2 separate regions of the Sus scrofa genome follow, and region 2 is linked to region 1. Evidence: chromatin contacts called from public HiChIP or PLAC-seq data. All regions are on one chromosome and are shown on one strand. Each heading gives the region's core, a stretch centred on a gene start, on an enhancer-like site or on the middle of the called end of the contact. The rest is flanking DNA. Distances are from core to core; before and after follow the strand shown. Region 1 overlaps EPB41L2 (band 4.1-like protein 2). Region 2 overlaps EPB41L2 (band 4.1-like protein 2).

Region 1 (4,320 bases), core at 1,252-3,751:
CCAGGCCATTGAGTCAACATCTAGGGTGGATTAGCGTGGATGGCTGATCTATCAATGAATAAGAAAGTGTGTCCTGGGAGGAGCTCAGCAAATGTATGATTTTTTTCCCCGTGATATATCAAGGATTAAACATTTAACAAATCTTGTATATTTGAACTAGATTTAAAAATACACAATAAAAACAAATTTGTGAATGTGTATCAGAAATGGCAATCTTACTTTAGAGTTTACTGAATATCTTAGTTTGTCTTTAGGCTGACACATGATTGGCATACATAAATTTGGATATTCTTTGACTATGGATTTGGTTGTCAGAGGAACCTTTGAACTCATGTGGGTCCTGTTAAATAGTTTTAGGGTGAAAAATTTCATTGCTAGAGCATAAATAGTGGGATTTACTTTAATGGGAAGATACATATTATGATCTTTGTGTACAGGTTTTGTTAAAAGTGAAAGAAAATGAGGATTCTGAGTAAGGTTTTGGCTGTGAGGTCTGAGAAACTCTAGGTAGATCCAAAGGCTTCTGAGTGTGTGTGATTTAGTATTGGTTAAGTTGCCAACTGGGTTTTAGAGATTTAGAAATTCAGATACTCTTCAATAGTGTAGAAGGTGTTATAGGCAAATACCTCAGGGCAGTATTTGGTAGGTAGCACATTAAAAAGGGTTGAAGTGGTACACAGATGAATCTGAATCTCTCTTTTTTTTTGGTCTGAGCCCAAGACATATGGAAGTTCTTGGGCTGGTCATCATACCCAAGCCACAGCAGTGACCCAAGCCACAGCATCAACAACATTGGATCCTTAGTCTGCTGAGCCACCAGGGAACTCCCAGATGAATCTTTTTTTTTTTTTTTTAATGGTTAAATACATATGTCAGTGTGCATTAGAAAAAATATATGGTACTTCAAAACTATGATTTCATTGGAGTTCCTGTAGTGGCACAGTGGAAACGGATCTGACTAGGAAACATGAGGTTGTGGGTTCGATCCCTGGTCTCCCTCAGTGGGTTAAGGATCCGGTGTTGCCGTGAGCTGTGGTGTAGGTTGCACACGTGGCTTGGATCTGGCGTTGCTGTGGCTCTGGCGTAAGCTGGCAGCTACAGCTTCGATTAGACTCATAGCCTGGGGACCTCCATATGCTGTGGGTGCGGCCCTTAAAAGGACAAAAGACCAAAAAACAAGACAAAACAAAAACAAAAACCACTATGGTTTCATTGATATTACTTAGCATGAGGCTAAATTAGGTCTCTTGTAGTGGCTTGATTAAAAGATGTGTTAAATAAATAATACAGTGGCTGTTTGGATTTGGCAAAAATGGTAAAGTAGATCTGAATACTTTGAGAAACGTTGGGTAGGTTAAAAATATGATTTCCCCTAATAGATAACAACATAAAACGGTATATGTTGACTGTGGCACAGACGTCTAAGTGTTTTTCTTTTTTCTTTTTAATTAGCACTTTTTATTTGTAAAGTTGTTTGTTTTTATTTTGTTTTTTGTGTGTGTTTTTTTGGCATTCTTTTCAAAGTAAATTTTCAGGACATCTCATTTGATTCTTAAACCAATTTTGGACCAGAGGTCTGACCTTTAAGCAAGGTGCATTAGGAAGGGGTTAAGCTTACTTACCCAGAGCCATCCAGCAATTTAGTAATGGAGCTACAGGCACAGCCAAGGTCTCCCTGTGTCCAGAGTTGTTCCCTCTACTCTGTGCTCTTTTGATGTTAATGGAGTTGCCAATTGAAGTTTTCTTGGAGAACTTAGGAAGCCTGCCAAGTTTTGTAGTTGGAGGGCTGTCCCGTAGCTTTTATATATTTGTGCCTTGAGCCCTGAAGGTAGGCAGAGCTAGGTCTTCCAAAAATAGTTCAATAAATGTGTCAACATTTTGAAATACTATTGAAAAAACAAGGAAGTAGAAGTCATATGGGATTTTTGGAAAACGGTGCCAAATGCTTTCACAAGTATTTGAAAAGCAAATGTGGCTCGGTGGTCATGTGCTAGACAATGGTGCATATTCAGCCTTCATTTTGGAAACAATTTTTATAAGATAATCTTTTACTGTTCCCGAGTACTCTCTGTTTAACTGCTTTTAGACTCTGGGAGGAAAGCTACTAAATGCACATTTTTCTCGAAGAATTTTTTTTTTTTTTTAATTCTCTTAAAGAGAAAAAGGCAAACTTCTTTCTTCTTAATAAAATGAATACAGAGTGTATATGGGAAAGATTAGAGTGCCAAGTAATGAGTTGAGTCTGTCCACTGACAAAGGAATCAAGAGTTTATCCATGGGCTTGTAACCAGAACTGTTTTTGGACCTTGGCCATTAAAATCAACATCACTAGAGCGTGCGTCTTAATTTCCTTAATGCCAAGATTGTCTGTTTTAAATTACACACATAAGGGAACGTGAATACGTTCTTCCTTCCGCCATCTCTCCCCACCCCCAAACAGAGAAATAGAAAGGTAGGGCGAACACATCCTCCCCAGGCAGCTCTGCAGCCAAGGGCTGTTGATGTGGGCAGCATGTGTGGTGCAGATGTGGCTCCAACTTTTCTCCCAATTGAGGCCAGTTCACTTTCATCCTCAGTGCTGCCAGCTTAAATGGAAAGACTGGAGGGCGGAATCCAGAGCATTCTATAGATCTCTGATCTGCCTGTTACTTGCACACAGTGAAAGGGTAATACGGCTCTTTTTAAAAGGACCTTCTTTATTGTTGTTGTTAGGTTTTTTTAAAGTCATGTTTTTTACTGTATCTGGTTATCTAAGGGTTTTTTGGGGAGAAAGAATGTACCATTGTCAGTTATAGAAAAGGCTTTTCCTTTTTTAAACTTTTTATTATGGAAAGAAATAAAAACAGAAGTAGAGAGAATGGTGGTGTAATGAACCCCATGTAGCCCCACCCAGCTTTGACAGTTACCAGCACATGGCCAGTTTTGTTTCATCTGTATTTTCCTTCCATTCCCTGATACCCCCATTCCCACTACTTTGAAGAAGCAAATTCCAGAGATCACATGATTTCATTGGTAAGTAGCTACCTCCTTGCCCCCGCTACCCCTCCTTTGGCATGTGCTTTGTGGGTGGTCTCTAAAATAAAGTTCATGATCATTACTGATTTTGTAGGATTGCAGAAATTAGTTCAGTTGTGACAGTCAGTTGTCCAGTTTCTGGAATAAATATCTGAATATTATTTTGATCTGTGAAAACAATTTATCTAAATGCAGCATTGTGGGCATAAAGGGAATGCTTCAGCCAGTGCTGAAAAACCTAATTTATAAACCAAATTTGAACTAACTTTTAAATCCTCTTATATTCGCAAAGTAATGTTGATGTTCTATGCATTGTTTTTGCTTGGCTTCTGCCTATGTTGATGCTAGATTTTTTTTTTTTTTTTTTTTTTTTTGGCCCTTGCCCTCAGCGTGTGGAGGTTCCCAGGCCAGGATTCAAACCCAAGCCACAGCCGTGACCTAAGCTGCTGCAGTGACAATGCTGGATCCTGAACCTGCTGCTCCACAGGAGAACTCTGATGCCAGATTTTAATATTTTTAGATTTTTCTTTTTTCTTTCCCTCTCTCAATCCTCTCTCTTTTGTTCTTTTGCTTAGCATAGTATTAGTGGCTGTAAGTTGAAACTAGACCAAGTGAAACATTTTTTTAAGCTGACTGCCATTTAATGGGACTGCACAGTTATTATAAAATCACAGCAACCTGCCATGTGTATGGTTCTATCTGGCAGTATATAGGGGAAAGTATGTCTTAAACATTGGACATATAGTAGTTTAGAAATCATAGGTAGAGCATTGGCATTATAGCTGCAGCTGACACTCACTTAATAGTTGAAGTGCTTTTCCTAATTAACAGGCATGCTTTTTATGTTGGAGATAGTTTATTTTAGATTTTAATTTACATATATATATATTTTTTTTAGCCAATTCCTTGCTTTTATTTAATTTGTTTTTTGGTCCTGCCTGCAGCATGTGAAAGTCATTGGGCCAGAGACTGAACCTGTGCCACATCAGTGACAACTCTGGATCCTCAACCTGCTGAGACACCAGCAAATTCTTTAACTTGTATTTTTTTTTTTTTTTTAGGGCCGCACTTGTGACATATAGAAGTTCCTGAGCTAGGAGTTGAATCAGAACTGCAGCTGCTGGCCTACACCACAGCCACAGCAACGCAGGACCTACACCACAGCTTGCAGCAACACCAGGTCCTTAACCTACTGAGTAAGGCCGGAGATCAAACCTGCATCCTTAGAGACACTATGTTGGGTTCTTAACCTACTGAGCCATGATAGAAACTCCTTTAACATATATTTTTAATTAAAACATAGTT
Region 2 (4,320 bases), core at 1,127-3,626, 140 kb after region 1:
ACTGATACTAATTGAGTTGTGATTGAATTAGCTTCAGCTAATTAATAATAAATAATAAATAGCACTTTGCCATCACTCAGTGAGCTGCTCAGAGCATGAAACTTTTGACGGGTTGCTGTGCGTATGCTGTAGAGCCTCACCGCAGAGTGTCCTTGACCAGTGCACATAATTGGGGCTTTGTGATCTAACGCCCTGTCTGTACATACACTCCCCCTTACAGTGATTCCTTTGAGGGATGATAATCCTTTGGTGATTGCAACTTTATGGCACCGGGAAAGTGCTTTGGTATTCTTTTAGATGGACCTTGAACAGTCTCCCTGTGTGTTTTGGAGGAATGAGATAGTAATCTAGTGAGCTAATAACTAAGACGCTCTTGCTACAGCCTGAGACCAGCCTGTAAGAAGAGCTTTGCAGCCTAAACGTTACAATTGAAATCCTCACCAGACTTGAGTGAACATCTGGAAGATGGGATAGACTTTTGCGGAGGGCAAGAACAGAGTTCAGAGTAATGTTTGAGGAATGATCTGTCCTGCCCTGTCGAGGAGATGGAGTTGGAGCATTTCCTGTTGAGGCTCAGCGGGTTGAGAACCTCAGCAGTATCCATGAGGATGCGGGTTTGATCCCCGGCCTTGCCCAGTGGGTTAAGGATCCGCATTGCCGTGAGCTGTGGTGTAGGTCACAGATGTGGCTCAGATCTGGTGTTGCTGTGGCTGTGGTGTAGGCCAGCAGCTGCAGCTCCAATTTGACCCCTAGCCCTCGAACTTCCATGTGCCTCAGGTGTGGTCCTAAAAAGGAAAAAAAAAAAGTGAAGGAGATGGAGTTGGGAAACTCAGGAGGCTGTTACGGTTTTTGTTTGAAGTTTTCAGCCTTTTTAGACTTGGGCTTTGACAACAGAAGAAAAGATCAATGTGAAAAGTAGAAATGATAATATAAAAAGGAGCAACATTTACTTCCATTTGGTAATAAATGGAATCTTTGTGTTTATGTCTTAACTGTGCCATAAAATGTGGTGAATTAGCACTATTCTCGATTAGACATAGAGAAATTGAGGGTAACCTGGAATCATTTCAAAACTGAGCTTTCTCAAATAAGGGCAATGATGCTCTGTTGTTCTAGGGTCAAGGAAACACATAATCTCCTTAGAAAGAGAGCTCCTGCAGGGCATAAAAACACTCTGACTGTAGTGGTGAGACGACTTGCATTCTTAGAAAACCATGGAGCACTTGCCATGTGGCCAGCACTTGGCCAAGCCTGAGATTATGATGATAATAGAGTCCCTGCCCTGCTTGACAGGAGATTGGGGTAATAATACAGGTATAAGGTCTTCAAGCATGAGGATGCTACATCTTGTTTGGAGGGGTCGATGCTAACCTTAGCAAATGGTTACATTCAAAAGCAGAAATCAGGTTTTAAAAGGAGTTAATAGTGGAACCTCCCTCCCCCCCCAAATCCTCATAGAATATAAATAACATATTTCTGCATGTTATTTAGTAAAAGCCAGAATCTTCTAACTGTAATAATCCACTTAGGACATTGAATGATTATTGTAACTAATAATATGATTATGGATACTAATTGTTATTGATTCCCGGGTTCCAAGACAGATGTTTTATTTATATTCTCTAATTTTTAACCCTCTTCTTCAAAGGGAAATAGAGTTCTTCCCATTTTATATGTGGGAATTATACTTAGGCAAGTAAATCAATTGCTCAAGGTCACATAGCTCTGCTGGGTTCTGAAGCCCATGCTTTTTCTACTATAAACTAAGTTAGCTGCCTTTTTAGATAGGGTCAGTGGGCAAGTAAGGGCTTCCACGTGGAGACTGACTTATAATGGTTGTTAAAGGTGTCTCAAAAAAAGAAATGAGTATGAAAAAGGTGGAGGGGGTAAAGTGTGGGTGACCTTAGCTTTTCCTGCAAATGCATAAGAACTGCAGCTATTTCTTAAATTTTATTAATCTGTACAAGTTGGAGGAGCATGCTGAATTTGATTATACTTTTAAATCCAAGGAGACAGTCTAAGTGATTGGAGTTTCACTTGGAGTCATTAAACTCTTGATTATAATAGTAATAATAACACCTGTCAGAAGAGCAGTTGAGACTTTCCACTCTTACTTTGCCCTCTAGATTCAGTTTCTGTAAATAGCCAGCAAGGGTTAGGAGTCCAAGGAGGAAGGTGGGCATTTTCTTACAGAAGACTTTTATGCTCTGGATTTGAAGAGTGCCTATGTTGTATATTTGTTTTCAAAGGAATATCTGACTTATATTTAGGAGTGCTACAATCTTAACTAATTGTTCTCCTGACCCGTCTCTCCCCCTGTTCCTTGCAGATACTTCTTGTGCCTTCAGCTCCGGCAGGACATTGCCTCAGGCCGCCTGCCCTGCTCTCTTATGACTCACGCCCTCCTGGGCTCTTACACACTGCAGGCTGAACTTGGCGACTATGACCCAGAAGAGCATGACAGTAATGACCTCAGTGACTTCCAGTTTGCCCCCACCCAGACCAAGGAGCTGGAAGAGAAGGTGGCAGAGCTGTATAAAACCCACAGGTCTGTAGACTTGCTTACTGGAGAGGGAGTAACCATGGTGGGTTTAAATGGCTTCCCTTGGAACATTGCCAGACATTTGAGTGTAGTTCAGGGGATTGTTCATTTCACCCTTGTGGAGCTTCACGTAGTGCGAGGCAAGGCAGCTTTGAGTCACTGAGCTATCCTTCCATCGTCTTTATGGCTATTTGAGAAACTATGCTCACGAGGGTAAATGTTTTCATTTATCAGGAAAATTTACTTTTCCCTGTGATATCTCCTTTATCCTGCTCCCAGTCCTATCCCTTCACACACACACACACACACACACACACACACACACACAATTGTTTGCATTTACTGTGTATTTCTTCTGTCTTTTAATTGTCTTTATTATCATACTTGATAAGAAAGCCAGGGAGATAATGAAGCATCAAGACTTGAATCAGAAATGTGAGTGGTTATATATAAAATAAACAACAGGGACCTACTGTGTAGCACAGGGAACTATAGTCAATATCTTGTAATAACCTATAATGAAAAAAAAATATTTATCTACATATAACTGAATCACGGTGCTGTACACCAGAAACTAATAACAACATTGTAAATCAATTGTGTTTTAATTAAAAAAAAGAGAAACAAGAGTGGTAAATGGAGGTAGGAATGGTAATTGAAATCTACGGGTGTTTTTCTACCCATAAAAGATGACTTTTGGTTTAGTTTAGCATTACTTAATTACTTAAATACCATATTACACTTTGAGAACTTTATATCTGTGTGAAAACAAAATTTTTTTAAGCACAAGTTTTTAAAACTCCAGCAACTAACTTGTCCCATACTGCAAAATGGAAGTTTTCAAAAATTTTGACTGAAATATCTGAAAGGTACTTTGAGAGATTAGAGATTTTTAAGCAGACTACCACCATTGACTTTTCTTTTAAAAAGTGCAATATTTGACTTTATATTCTTATTAACTTTATTACCATTCTATTCAGTAGACATATGTAATTTGAAATTGAAATTCAGGTGCTGAGATGCCATGGGGAATATGAAGATTAATGGACCCGGCTTTGTAGGAACTTCAGATTCATTTCGTTGGGAATATAGATAAGAATGGAAATAATTTTAATATGGACAGAATGTGGTCTGTCAGGTGTAAAATCAAATCCGAGTACTTCTGATCTTTAGTATGGTCGATCCTAGTGAAATAAATTAAGGAGAGTATTTGTCTATTTCAGAAAGATGAGATCACTTTTTATTCTTAATTTATGTTGTACCCATTATTGCTGGGGCTTTTTTGCCCAGTGGAAAAAATTGAAAGCATGTTTCTGAGATAAAGTGTAAAGATGAAGGTGCAGCTCCTTGCCATGAATAGGTTTATATTGGAGGATCTTAAAAGAAAAATGCAAGAGGTTGAGAGTTGAGCCTTCTTATCTGTTTGCACATATGGCTGGGTCACTCCCTCCACCTTAAACTCTCCAAGCTCATACCCCACTTTCCCTATTTTAGCCACATTTGCTTTGTGTCCGTCAATATGATAATATTGTTTCTTTTGATTCTTAGGGGCTTATCTCCAGCACAAGCTGATTCTCAGTTCTTAGAAAATGCCAAGAGGCTTTCCATGTATGGTGTTGACCTGCATCATGCCAAGGTACTGTGAGTGTAACAGGGAATTGGCATCTTTCCAGCATGTTGCCTGAAGTTTTGGGAGGGCTCCAGTTTTAGACCAGCCTAGCTCACTTTTAGGAAAATGCTACTCACCCAAGGATCTCTATAATATTTCCTTGGAGTTT

The links. HiChIP or PLAC-seq counts read pairs in DNA pulled down with a chosen protein or histone mark.
Region 2: an H3K27ac HiChIP or PLAC-seq map of alveolar macrophages shows a contact between it and region 1. The contact joins two enhancer-like sites. A contact is called at or near these places in 3 of 47 Hi-C or Micro-C datasets (alveolar macrophages, heart right ventricle and skeletal muscle) and 1 of 2 datasets of contacts at active chromatin or transcription factors (alveolar macrophages).

The regions. Positions count from the first base shown.
Region 1 is chr1:32,432,595-32,436,914 of Sscrofa11.1, forward strand. All of the region lies in intron 1 of EPB41L2 (band 4.1-like protein 2), which reads left to right. Among named protein-coding and RNA genes, the nearest start is that of EPB41L2, 17 kb to the left of the region's middle. Within about 2 kb of position 2,502, at least 18 of the 83 cell types and tissues checked have an H3K27ac peak or open chromatin away from gene starts, as enhancers often do. A contact at or near this core is called in alveolar macrophages, where this site is marked.
Region 2 is chr1:32,568,390-32,572,709 of Sscrofa11.1, forward strand. EPB41L2 (band 4.1-like protein 2) reads left to right here. Exons shown (of 18, transcript XM_021088293.1): 7 at 2,330-2,548; 8 at 4,091-4,178. Among named protein-coding and RNA genes, the nearest start is that of SMLR1, 140 kb to the right of the region's middle. Within about 2 kb of position 2,377, at least 13 of the 83 cell types and tissues checked have an H3K27ac peak or open chromatin away from gene starts, as enhancers often do. A contact at or near this core is called in alveolar macrophages, where this site is marked.